2 separate regions of the Mus musculus genome follow, and region 1 is linked to region 2. A link is a contact called in public HiChIP or PLAC-seq data. All regions are on one chromosome and are shown on one strand. The core of a region is the stretch at or near the end of the contact, and the rest is flanking DNA. Distances in the headings are between cores, read along the strand shown. Region 1 overlaps Iqsec2 (IQ motif and Sec7 domain 2). Region 2 has its middle 42 kb from the start of Gm15266.

Evidence for each region. HiChIP or PLAC-seq counts read pairs in DNA pulled down with a chosen protein or histone mark.
Region 1: an H3K4me3 HiChIP or PLAC-seq map of bone marrow-derived macrophages shows a contact between it and region 2, with 4 times the contacts expected there. The contact joins two enhancer-like sites. A contact is called at or near these places in 1 of 39 promoter capture datasets (the SN4741 cell line), 1 of 484 Hi-C or Micro-C datasets (embryonic fibroblasts), 1 of 115 datasets of contacts at active chromatin or transcription factors (bone marrow-derived macrophages) and 2 of 9 other capture datasets (adipose tissue and pancreatic islet).

Annotation. Positions count from the first base shown.
Region 1 is chrX:152,173,151-152,179,709 of GRCm38.p6, reverse strand. All of the region lies in intron 2 of Iqsec2 (IQ motif and Sec7 domain 2), which reads right to left. Among named protein-coding and RNA genes, the nearest start is that of Gm52430, 27 kb to the left of the region's middle. Within about 2 kb of position 4,224, at least 12 of the 459 cell types and tissues checked have an H3K27ac peak or open chromatin away from gene starts, as enhancers often do. A contact at or near this core is called in bone marrow-derived macrophages, where this site is marked.
Region 2 is chrX:152,066,229-152,073,289 of GRCm38.p6, reverse strand. No RefSeq gene overlaps it. Among named protein-coding and RNA genes, the nearest start is that of Gm15266, 42 kb to the left of the region's middle. Within about 2 kb of position 5,244, at least 4 of the 459 cell types and tissues checked have an H3K27ac peak or open chromatin away from gene starts, as enhancers often do. A contact at or near this core is called in bone marrow-derived macrophages, where this site is marked.

The DNA of each region.
Region 1 (6,559 bases), core at 2,975-5,474, 110 kb before region 2:
GTCTGCATAAGCCCCTAAAGGTAGATGGTCAGTATTGGCCATTCAAGAGTCCAAGCAAAAGTCAGAAATGGGGCTGTAGTTCAGGCCAGCTGCCCACTCTCTAATGCATTCATTACAAGTCAGAAGATACCCAATTTTTTACAGAGAAACTTTGAACACAAGAATTCATATCTGAAACTCCAAATAGCTCTTGTCATCAGAGTGGCTGTTTCTCAAGTACCTTCTATGCGCCAGTCACTCCTGGTCCCTGATTCAATGTTTCACTGCATCTGAGCCTCAGGCACCCTCAGGTTGCTGGAATGCTGGCATCAGAATGTCAGTGGCTGGAGCATGCAGGCTGCCCGTGTGCTAGGATAACGCCAGGGCAGTCACGAAGGTCACCTTTCACAGGCCACGGACCATGCTGCTTTTAGGCTCCTAGGTTCTTATAGAGCTAGCTTTCAGATGCCCAGGAATTCACCCACTCAAGTTGGTCCCTCTCCTAAACCAAAGGCCTTCAAGAGTACAGAAAGGGAGCCAGAAACCAGGAAGCTAGAAGGCAGCTGAATCAGCAGCCCGGGCAGTGAGTCTAGGTCTGAGCAGGAAGACGGGGATCAGGCTAAGTGGCCCAGGTTCCTACCTGCTGCTCCTCCAGGGGGGTTCCATGAGTCTGGACCTGTCCCAGGGGCAGTCCCCCTCCCTATCCCCTGCCAATGCTACCCGGTCACTACTCCCACCCCTTCTTTTTCAGCCCTTCCCTAGAAGGAGGAGCCAAGGAGGAGGGGCCAGGCCAGCTGGGCTGCAGGCCAGGATGCAATTGGAAACTTTGTTCCTTCCTTGCTCTCTAAGGGCTGGGAATTCCTAACAAGAGGAAGCAGTTTAGAGATGTGCATCTCTCCTGCAATCTCCACAAACAACTTGTCTCATCCTGAAAAGTTTGTGTCACAGAGCCTATTTGAATACCCTCTATAGACAACTGAGATACAAAAGCTTAGTAGTAGTAGTGGCCCAAGATTGGGGCTTAATTTGGCTATTCCAAAATCTGAAATCTGCACCCTTAGCTTTATTACTATTTTGTACATACAGAAATCTTTAAGCAGAAGCTTTTCACAAGCATCTTCATTTTAGCACATTTACAGACACATATAGACTGTCCTAGAATAGTCCACATCAAATAAAATCCAAATCAGTTTCTGATATGAGGGCGTGGCCAGGAACACTATTCTTTATGACTATAATAAGCTGTCATTCACTTCTCTGTTATTTTCTACACTGGCAAAAACAAAACAACTGAAAAGCACACGCCATTTACAATCAAGAGGTTGTTCGTCCAGGAAGACTGTCCATCCTGGTTCTACAGGTGCAACAACCGAAGCCTGGACAGAAGCAAAAAATCTCAGCAATGTTGATATATCACGGCACCGTCTACCCACTTGGCAATCTCTACTGTCTATATGGGTAGCATCAGAGAAAACAGAATTTTGAGGGTCTGAAGGATGGGAACATTCCTTAAAAAAAGGAGCATGGGTCCAGCTTTGAGCATTCCAGTCTTTCATGGCCCCAGAGGCCAGGCTCCTGACTGTTCTGAGCAGAAGGCTCCTGGGAAGGGCCAGGGTGGTCAGTGATTCAGAAGAAATAGGAGATGACAGGCCACAGGCCAGCCTTCCTGTCTCCCTACCAGGACAACTGGCTCATCTGAAGAAAGCCAAGGCAGCTAGGAAGAGAGAGGCCCTCCAAACCACTACAGGTCTGGTATCTGCGGGACCTCTGCCGTCTCCTCTATTCTATAGATCACTCAGTTTGGTTACCTATAGAAGAGAAATGACAATCCCCTACTCCATAGGTTCAATTGGGTTTGTTTGGAAAGAGTCTTGCTCTGTAGCCCAGGCTTGCCTCAGATTCACAAATCTGTTTCACCCTCTCCTGAGATTGCAGATTGCCTACCATGCTCAGTTACCTCAATCTCAACTCTCCCAGCTCCTGCAGCTGTGTCACCTCTGGCCCAGACCTTCCTCTTAACCTGGCAGCGGTTGAGGACAGAAATTGTACGCCTGACTGTAAGGCTGCTGATATACAACGTTGAGCAAGTCTCCTTTACTCTCTGAGGAGTTCAAAACCTCCTCACTGTGGAGCCCAGTAGGTTCAATGTAATCATTCGTCTGGGTTTCTCCCCCTGAGACTCACTTTGGTTACCTAAAGATCACTGACATCCCCCACTCCAGAGGTTGGTTTGGGTTTGTTTGAAAAAAATCTTGCTCTGTAGCCTGGCTTGCCTCAAATTCATAATTCTCCTGCTTCAGTCTCTCAGGTATGTGCCATCCCACCATGCTCCGTTACCCCACAACGCTGTTTTTTCATTTGTCATTTTTTGAGATGGGGGCTACATAGCCTTGGGCTGTCCTGCTACTGGTTATGTCACCCAGACTGACCTCAGACTCACAGCAGTCCTGCTGTTTCAGCTTGTTGAGTGCCACCACACCTGGCTTACCTCATAGGTTCTTGTCAAGGTTCCATAGGCTCAAGTATGCTCATGATAATGGAAGAGTATCGTTTGAGCAACAGCTCCCAGTGGATAGAGGGGGTACTTTTGAGAAGCCCATTTGCTTCAGGCATGGGGAAGAATTCTAGGAAAATACCTATTAATGAACTGCCTTTGTATGATTCAGGCATATCTAAGCATGTTACATAAACTTATATAATGACTCACAAGGAGCTGAATGAATTCAGAGTGAGGAACTTTCTTCCAGCCACAGGGTACTAGTAAGTCCTTCATCTGGCAGGTACTGTGGACTAGGCACAGTGCTGGCTTCTAAAGGGAGATAATGTCCTGTCTTCAGGAAGTGTATGTCTGAGCGGAGACAGATATTATGTTCACATGGAGACAGGAAGGAGAAAGAATTCTATGCAGAAGAAAAGACCTGAGCTACTGCTTCCAGGAACTTCAAAGAGGCCAATGTGGCAGAGGTAACATTGCAGAACACACATGAGGCTGGAGGTGCAGGAGGGGTTCAATATTGCAAATCCTTGGAGGCCATCATAGGCTTTCCTTACTTAAACTAGGGTAAGTTTGGAAGTCTATGGTTCATTGCTAGGCAGGGAAGGGAGTACCTGTAAAGCCCCTGGAGTTGTATGGAAAGTATTCTCAGAGAAATATATTTTCTAGATTCCATCCGATACCTAGATGGATGTGTGATTCCAAAGGGTAGAGAAGCTTGCAATTAGATTCCATGCTTTAAATACCCAGTAAATAAGCAGGTATCATAGATCCTTAGGTGACCTAGCTCCCATCTTCCACCTTCAGCTAATCTTGGTCTCCCTCCATTTTGTTTTGTTTTGAGATAGGGTTTTACCTCAGAGTCCAGGCTGGCCTTACACTTGAGCTCCTTCTGCCTGCATCTTATCAGTATTATGGTTACAGAAATGTACCACATCCCCCCCCCCAACCTGCACCTCACCCAGACAGAATGACTTCTAATTCCCAGGCATACTCAGCGGCTCCATGCCTCATCTTTTTTTTTTTAATTTTTTATTGGGTATTTATTTCTTTTTTTTTTTAAAGATTTATTTATTTATTTATTATATGTAAGTACATTGAAGCTGTCTTCAGACACTCCAGAAGAGGGGGTCAGATCTTGTTACGGATGGTTGTGAGCCACCATGTGGTTGCTGGGATTTGAACTCTGGACCTTCGGAAGAGCAGTCGGGTGCTCTAACCCACTGAGCCATCTCACCAGCCCGGGTATTTATTTCTTTTACATTTCCAATGCTATCCCAAAAGTCCCCCACACGCTCCCCCACCCACCCACTCCCACTTGGCCCTGGCATTCCCCTGTACTGAGGCATATAAAGTTTGCACGACCAATGGGCCTCTCTTTCCACTGATGGCCGACCAGGCCATCTTCTGATTCATATTCCATGCCTCATCTTAACTTGTGCTCTCCCCCTGGCCTCCCAGAGCCACCTCCCCACCTGAATAGTCTTCAAAAATCAGCTAGAAGCTGTGTCTTCTGGGAACCTGCCCTGATCCCATCTAGGCAGGGTGAATCACCTCCCTAGTCCCCTTCCACCCTGCTCGTCTCTCAGCCACCTTCTCTCAACACTGTTCACAGTTTCATCTACTTAATTTGGAAATCTGTAGGAACAGGTGTCTCACTGATCCCAATGTCCCCAGCACCTAGCACAGGCCCAGCTGGTTATAAATGTTGGTGGGAGACGATATACACAGCACAGCTGCAAGATAGGCCAGTGGACACTAGAGGGCACTGAAGCCACTATAATATAGTGAGGCTAACATACAGACCCACCTAGGAGGTTGCCTGGTCCTGTACACATTTCAAGGAGCCCAGGAAGCATGGAAACTCCTCAGCTGAGCCCTGTAGCTCCCTAGCAGTGGTACAACTGACGGGGGCCCCAGTTCCAGCCTCCTAAAGTACACTCTTCTAATTTCCAGATTCTTCTCTTAACAACCCACTCCCACTGCAGACGAAGCTTTAGTTCCGCACAAATCCAGGTGCCAACCACGCCTCCCACACTTCCAGCATATAATACTGTCCATTTCATCTCACACCACATCATCCTCCCTTAGATCACTTCTACTCATCCTCTAAGTCTCAGTTTGGACCATCAGCTTGGGAATTGTCCCTGATACTAAGACACTAAGGCATTCTTATAATTGTGGATATTTTCTGTTTCCTAACCAGACAGGGGAGTCCAGCGCAGGGTCCATCACTTTACTGTGCACCATCTTATTTGCCATATTGAATCAACTGGTATTGGTAGCTACTCAATAAATCATCTTTGAATGAAGGACAAAATGCATGAATTGGCGAGTCACTTCACTTCCTCTAGATATGTTTGCCCACCCTTAAATCGCCTCTAATTGGCAGAATGGTCATGAAGACTAAAGATAATGTGTGTCAAGTAGTCTCTAACACTACCTAAAATTCAATAGATATTTTCAGAGCTAAAAGCAATAATTAGTATTTGGAATAATAAAAACAAAGTAAGAAGAGGAGAAAAGAAAAGAGACTCTGCCCGAGCCTGGAATAATCTCTGTCACGTAGACTTAACAGTAATACTACATATTTATTAAAAATAATATCAGCATCTCTTGCTGGACCAGAACCAGAAGGCCCCAGATGAGGTGTTAAGAAGACTTTAGTTTTAGCTAGAGGATGCTAGGTCAGGGTCAACTTCAGAGCTATGGGCATTGCCCTCACATCTGGAGACCAGTCATTACTGGCACAGCTGGTTCCTAACTCTTTACTAATAGGTGAAAACTTGTCTAAGGGGTCATTAATTCCCTCTGTAATTAATGTAGAAACTGCAGGGTTTGTATTAATGGAGAAGTAAGCTCAAGCGTCATGTTGCTAATATTGATAATGTGTGTCTGTAATTATATACTACAAATAACTATAAATGTAGTCACTGAACTAACAAAACAGAAAAATATCTAAAGTGACCATGAATTTGGTAGCAGCTACACCATCAGGACCATTATGCCAGTTGTTCTGAGGCTATGAAGACTGCCACAAACTGGTAGCAATGATCATTTGTACTATGCACTTGAAAGGTATTTTTGGACTGGACATGGTGGCACATCCCCTTAATTCCAGCACTCAGGAATGCTCTCAATGGGAGTTCAAGGCCAGATGTGTCTACATAGAGAGTTCCAGGTTAGCCAGGGATACATAGTGGGGCTCCATCCTCCCCTGCCTCCACCCCAAAAAAGTTTAAAAGGCATTTTGACTTAAAATAAATAAATAAGCAGGGTACCTTAGGAATAGAGCATATGTCTAGCATGCATGAGGTTCTGGGTTCAATACAAATATCATAAGAAAAAGTGAAGAATTTGTTTTATATATAATAGTGTTTTGATATATGAACATGGAACTTGAAAACAGAGAAGAAAGGTCACCTGGAATTAAGTAGAGACCAAAAACTCAGTGGATGGGCAATCTTAACATCTGACCTCAAATTTTTGTTCGTTTGTTTTCTGAGACAGAGTTTCTTTGTTTAGCCCTGGCTGTCATGGACCTCACCCTGAAGACCTGGCTGGCCTCAAACTCCTGTGTCTGCTACCCAAGTGCTGGAATTAAAGGCATGTGCCACGCACGACACCCAACTCCTATGCTCGCTTTTGTGCATGTAAAAACCTTGCTCAGTGCAAAAGAAATACCAGGTTCTAAGTATTTTATCTCTCTACCCTCATCCATTTTCAAGAGAACAGAAATCCACCTCGATGTCTTGTATTACCAGAGGCTGGACAGGATCTTTGCAGTTAAATGACAGGGACCTTAAGTCACATAGCTTCTAGGTTGTGACCATGCTAGTATACCACAGCAGCAGAAAAAGCCACAGAGAAGAATTTGCAAAGAGGGGGGAGGGGTCAAGCAAGCTATGAGGGATAAAACCAAGACATAGGCCCAAGAGATTCACAGAGTCAAAGAGCAATCTTGTTCGTTGACTTCGGGTCTTGATTTTGGTGGTGAAAATGCATGGCTATCATTAATTTATTGTTCTTAATTTTGTGAGGTGTAGCCTCAGTCTAGTCCTCCCCTCTCTATTCTTGAGCTAGCTT
Region 2 (7,061 bases), core at 3,995-6,494:
ATGAGACCTAGCCAGCTTCTCCACAATCATGAGGTCATGGACCTTAGAAAAGAAGCTCCTGGGATGGAGAGATGGCTCAGCGATTAAGAGCACTGACTGCTCTTCCCAGAGGTTCTGAGTTCAATTCCCAGTTAATGACATGGTGGCTCACAGCCATCTGTAATGGGATCCAATGTCCTTTTCTGGTACAGCTACAGCATACTCATATAAATAAGATAATTCTTTTTTTTTAAAAAGAATCTTCTATCACCACCTTGTTAGACCAGCATAATTCCATACTCTACTGTAAATTTTATTCTTCTAATCATAGATAAGTGTAGCTACTACCCCTCATCAAAGAAGTCTCTCTTTACAACCTATGGGGACCTTCAGAGAAAACTACAAGTAGATATAATGCAGAAATCATGGGAATCCCAGCCCCACCAGACACACCATCATCACAGCCCCTGTATCTATGGTTCAGGGAACATTATGAACAGTGGGTGGAAAGATTGTAAGAACCAGAACACCAGGAAGTCTGATGTGGAACAGGTTCTCCTAGAAATGGCTGCATAAAACAGACTGGAAAAAAAAAGGCAATATCAATGAACATGTTAATGTAAATTGCGTACAATTTCTCACTCCTAGACAGAAAACTACAAGCAACTAATGACTGGTTGGTGAAGAATTAACCATCCTCACGGATGAGCCCCCTTATTGCTTGTCTAATGTAGGGGGCAAGCCTTCAATCCATGTACAAACAACAAAAATAGACCCAGGAAGTTGCATTTACACATTTTATCCATATGTATACGTACGTACATACATACATACATACATACATACATGTATGTATATAATAATGATAAAGAGAAAGGTTATCAGCTTGAGAGGTGGCATGGGAAGGGTTCGAGAGAGAAGAGCTGGGAGGGACTAAAGGGAGGAAGAAAAGTAATGTGTCTCTAGTTCAATTAAAAACACAATAATTATAAGAAGAAGAAAAGAAATCTACTTTTTATATAACCTTTCTGTGAAAGCTACTTGAAGATGTGTTCCATCAAAACAATGGGAGGGAAAAGCAACCAAAACCAAAACCCCGAGCTCTAATAAACAGTGGATATAACCATAGAAACAGTAAAAAGAAATTCTAAAATGACGATCCATATTTGAAAAAGGACTGAAAGGCTCTAGAAAGAAAGGTCTTCTGGGGAGGATAGGAGCAAAAGGCAGACTTAGTAGAGTATTTTTTAATTTAATTTTTTTTTTTTACATTTTCACTTTACATCCCGCTCACTGCCTCCCTCCTGGTCACCTCCTCCCACAGTCCTCCCCCTTCCTCTCAGAATTTTTAACGCAGTGAAGATTTTGAAAAGCGAAAGAAAACAAATACACAATGAAGCAATAAGGTAGAAGAAGAAAATTAGAAACTAGGAAAAAGAAAACTTGCTACAAAGCAAAAAAATTATTAAAAGCTTATTATTATTATTATTATTATTATTATTATTATTATTATTATTTTGGTTTTAAGAGACGGGGTTTCTCTGTATAGCCCTGGCTGTCCTGGAACTCACTTTGTAGACCAGGCTGGCCTTGAACTCAGAAATCTGCCTGCCTCTGCCTCCCAAGTGCTGGGATTAAAGGCGTGCATCACCACGCCCAGCTTATTAAAAGATTATTTAATCATATCAATAGGTGTTTATTGCTCTTCAATGTCTAGAATCATACTATAGACAAAACGCCAAAAAAGCACAAATAGCAATCATGACTATGAAGTAGAATTTAATCTACTGCCACCACTTTGCTAGGCCAGTTTTGACAATGTAAACGTACAGATGAGAAGATAAGATGTGGTGGTGGCAGCAGCCATGCCATAGAGCAGGAAGAGTTCGTATTCCAGGTCGTTCTCAAAGCAAGTTTGAGGCCAGCATGGTTTGAGACACTATCTCAAAACACAACAACACAACACAACACACTCTCTCTCTCTCTCTCTCTCTCTCTCTCTCTCTCACACACACACACACACACACACACACACACACACACACACAAATAAATAACAAAATAAAAATCACCACCAACAAAACAGGATGCCTTTAAGATGAAAGAGCAGGTAAAGGCTCTTGACATGCAGCTGGATGACTTGAGTGCAATCCCTGAAATCCACACAGAAGAAGGAGAGAACTAACTCCTAAAAATTGTCCTCTGCCTACACATGGGCTGTGTGGTATGTTTCCCCATGAATAATTCTTAAAAGTTTAGGCATCAAAATAGATAAATAGATAAATTCCAGAATTTGGAAGGTCAGTGGGAGTGTTGAAAGAAAAAAATTTTTTTTGTTTAACAAAGCCTTGATCAAGAAATATTGTCCCAATTCAGGTATGATGACACATGTTTGCAATCCCAGCACTTGAGAGATGGAGGCAAGAGGAATAGGGGTTCGAAGTCAGTGTCAGCTACATAGTGAGGTCAAAGCCAGCCTAGCTTATAAGAGACCCTGTCTTAAAACCATCAAACAACAAACATACAAATAACAAGGAGGGAAATACTCTCTCCAGTTCATAGAGAAACAAATTGTTACTTCAGTCAGAATGTTATCCAACAGTGAAATAAAATTATATTAGAAATAAAAATAAGAGTTTAACTAGATGTGAATTAATCAAAGAATAGTGATGGTCAAAAACCACCAATGTGTATTGTCTGAAATTGTGTTTTAAAATGTCCACACAAGGTTCTGAAGAGATGGCTCAGTGGTTAAGTGCTTGCTACTCTTGCAGAGGACCTGAGTTCAATTCCCAGCACCTTTATCAGGTGGCTTCCAGTTACCTGTAACTGTAGCTGCAGGGGATCCAGTGTCTCCTTCTGGCCTCCATGAGTACCTGCACACACATGTTTGTACACATAGAGAGACACACACACGTACACATACACATAAATAAAAAAGTATTGCTTTAAATTTTTCCTCATAGTATATTTCTCAGGTATAGCATTAGTAATCAGAAACAAAACAAAACAAAACAAAACAAAAAAAAAAAAAACAAAAAAACCAAGAACAACAAATCCCTGAAATTAGCTACCAAAAGTGAGAGTTGGCAGGGCAGTGGACTCTTCCTTTCCATAGACCTTCTGTATGGAGTTGAGTTTTCTAAATAATATGCCTTCATTACTTCTTTTGTTGTTGTTTTTGTTTTGTTGTTATTGTTATTGTTTTGTTTTGTTTTTTGAGACAGGGTTTCTCTGTGTAGCTCTGGCCATCCTGGAACTCTCTCTGTAGACCAGGCTGGCCTTGAGATCTGCCTGCCTCTGCTTCCAGAGTGCTGGGATTAAAGATGTGCGACAGCGCCACTACCAGGTGCAGTACTTCATCTTAAATGAACATTTGATTTAAAAAAGAAAACAAACATTTTAAAAGCACAAAGGATACTCCTGCCCATAAACACACCTTCTATAGTGAGAATTCTGGAATTTTGGTTACTTTAAAAAACACAGAAATAGGGCTGGGCGGTGGTAGTGTACACCTTTAACCCCAGCACTCAGGAGGCAGAGGCAGGCGGATTTCTGAGTTTGAGGCAAGCCTGGTCTACAAAGTGAGTTCCAGGACAGCCAGGGCTACACAGAGAACCCCTGTCTCAAAAAACAAACAAACAAAAAGAAAACACAGAAATAGTATATGGTTTTGTTTCAATCCCAGGTGTGGTATATGAAACTGCTTTGAATTGTCCACAGCAGCTGACTATGATTTGCCTCATGCTCTAGCAGAGTTGTGGTTTGGCCAGCAGCAGACATTTACTGTGATTGTGTGACGTTTGGAATTCTGGAAATGTTTCAGAGGGTATATATATGATAAAACCTCCTATAGGCTGGATCAGTGGTTGCTGGTCATTCATCGGGGTTGGTTGCAGTTTATTAGTAGTTATGCTCAAAGACAAAACAAGAAGAAATTGTACTCAGAGATCGCTCTCTCTCTTCCCGCCCCCATCCTTCTTTCTCTTCTATACAGTGATAGGGGGTGAAACTGAGGGCATAAAGGATGGGATAAAGAACACATAAAGTAGAAAGTTCAGCTACACCCTTCCTACCAGATGTCCTTGTCCCTCTGGACTTCATGTAATAGTTTGGAAAGCATTGTAGTCTCTCTCTGTCTTAAAAACAGACTCTGCTAGAGTGAAATTTGGTTTATACAATTTGTTAGCTCAAAAGTGCCATTTTTACTGATATCTTCTTACTTTACTCTTGAGCTCACAAAGCCCTTTCTCATCGCCAACAGCTAGAATCCTCTCTATTCTTAAACTCAACTGAGTTCTACCTTCTGGGGAAAAAAAAGAATTTTGGCCTCTAAGCAGAACAACTTTCTCACACGAGTCTTTTTTCATGAATATGGCACTCAAGTACACTTACTTACATAACATTATTTATACAGCCCAGTCTTCTTTAACACACTAGCTGTGGTAGTGAGATTCCTAGTGTACCAGTCTGTCATTTTCCTGTTTCAGCTTCCCATTGTTCTTAAGATCAAAGCTAAGGCTGATTACATGGCATTCATCAATTTTACCACTGCATGGACCAATGCTAACTACTCCTCTCTGAGACTTGCATACTTTCACATTCTTTGCTTATGCAACACTTCATAATGTTCTTTTGTCCCTTCCCCAATAGCAAACAGCAACTCCTCTTTCAAGACTCAGTTGAAGTACACCCTCTTCTATAAAGATGTTACTGAGCAATTCCTCCAACCCACCATATTCCAGGGAGAACCACCCAGTGCTTTCTATATGCTCAGTTTGCTCCATCTAGACTTCTGTTATATCATCTGCTACATTTAGTGCACTTCTCTGAGTCACTACTTCAAACGTGATTTCTGAAGGGTGGAAAACTCAGTCTAGTTGAGGGTCTGATATGCTTGTAGAGCAGATGAATGGGAAACTAGTGTGAGTGGATGCAGGAAAGGAAAACCAAGTAAATGCTCATCTAGATGCATAGACTAATAAGTAAAAAATGCATCGGGCAATTTAGAAAAAGAAATCAACAAGTAAATGACTGATAAGTACATGAGAGAATGAAGGCATGAAGGAAAGAATGAATTCTCACCTCTGTGTGTCTTGCATCAAATTCACCAGGAAGAATTCCCCACTCTTCACACGTCTAATTTGTGCATGTGTTAACCTCTTTTAAATGAAACACAGACACACTCAGATCAGTGATGGGCATTTAAGCACCCATAGGGAAATGAAACAGGAAGGACTTCACAAGCAAACTTGAAAATGGCTTATGATCTGAAGCAGCTCTAGAGCCTGCCTTATCTGTCACCCCCTCAGCTGCAGGCATCTGTTGCTCCTTTCTCTAGTGCCTCCCAAAATGGTGACTCAACTACTTTCTGGCTGTATTTATACTCCTCCTACTGTTCCTGACTAACTTCTTTCATTTCCCTTGTCTCTAGCCCATGGCTTTTGCTGCCTCCTGCTTCTAGGACTTTCAGCTTCTGCTGCTTTTGGCCATGGGTTCTCTTGGAGCTTCCACTGGTCTGGTGACCCCCACTGCTTCTCCTAGCAATGCCCCTCCCATTACCTTGTACTGCATGGCTCAAGCTACCTAGTGGCTCTTCTTGCCGGCTCATTACTTCTGCTGTCTCGTGGATCTTGCATATGTATTCAAGCCTTCTGCTGCTTCATGGATTTTATATAATCAGTTTGTCTTATGGCTCCTGCTACATCATGGTTACTATTGCTTTATGACTTTGGTATCCATTTGACTCTCAGTGCCTTGCTGCTTGATGGCTTCCGCTACCTTGTGGCCAGCCCTATGAACTCATGGTACAAATATCTCACAACTTAAGGATTTTGAAAAGATCTTTTATGTTATGTATATGTATAAGTGCCTACATGTAAATATGTGCACCACATATGTTCCTGGTGTCCACAGAGGCCAGAAGAGGGCATCAGATCCTTTGGAACTGAAATTACAGACTGCTACATGGATACTGAGACCCAAATCTGGGTCCTTGAAAGAGGCAGCAAGTGCTCTTAAGTGTTGAGACATCTTTCCATTCCAATGATTTATGATTTCTACAGTTTTGCTGTTGCCAGGTAATATTTGGGCTCACTGAATTCTTATTGCTCTCTTATTTTGGCTACCATAGGTTCAACTTCTCTGAAATACCTATTTTATATATTTGCCATTAGATATGCCACTGGCATAAGATGGAATCCCTACCCCAGTCCACCTAAGAGGACACTAACAAGCCCAGAAATCTGCTTCCTTGGTCTAGATGCTATGCCAATCTAATCATCTGTGGTCAGGCCTGTGAAGTCATGTGGTAGAGTGTAACAACTTACATTAGAGAAGCCCCTTGGAAGGGGTAAGGCAAGATTTTTGATAATTTTCAAAAGGAGGTAGTATAACTGGCAAACATTTTTGCTTTTCCTATTTATCCATCAACTTTGAAAGTTCCATTTCTACCTGTCCTGACTAGAACCCAGAGTTCCATTTATGGCTCTAATACTTCCTAGCAGTAAGACCACTGAGAAGTTAATTTCACTCCAAGGACCTTAGGAAATGAAGAGTCTCTGAGTTCCTTTATAGATTTGACCTACTGGGCATCTCTTTATATGTTACTGAATAGAGGATACATTTTATCTGGGGAAAAAAAAACCCTCAAAAATATTGTAAGGCAGGAAAGAGGGAGTTGGAGCCCCGGCTTAGAAGAGTCTCAATGCACACAGGAAGTGCTCAGACAAAATTGATCGAACTGGCTGGATGAATCAGTGACTGGGGGGCGGCGTGCGTACAGGGGAACTATACAGTACACAATGTGCTTAACTTGAGGGGTGAGTTCCAGGTGCTGAGGAGGCTAGAAGAGGATTCTGATTGAGAAATAGATGAAGAGAAGGACAACTGGTCTAGGATAGGAATATGATAGTCATGGTTATCCTTAGTCACCAACCACATCCAATACTCAAGTCATCAAAGTACATCTTTTTAAAAACTTAATTTGATATATATATAGGTGTTTTGCCTGCATATGTCTATGCATCACATGCTTGCATGGTGTTCCCAGAGGCCAGAAAAGGGCCTTGGATCCCATGAAA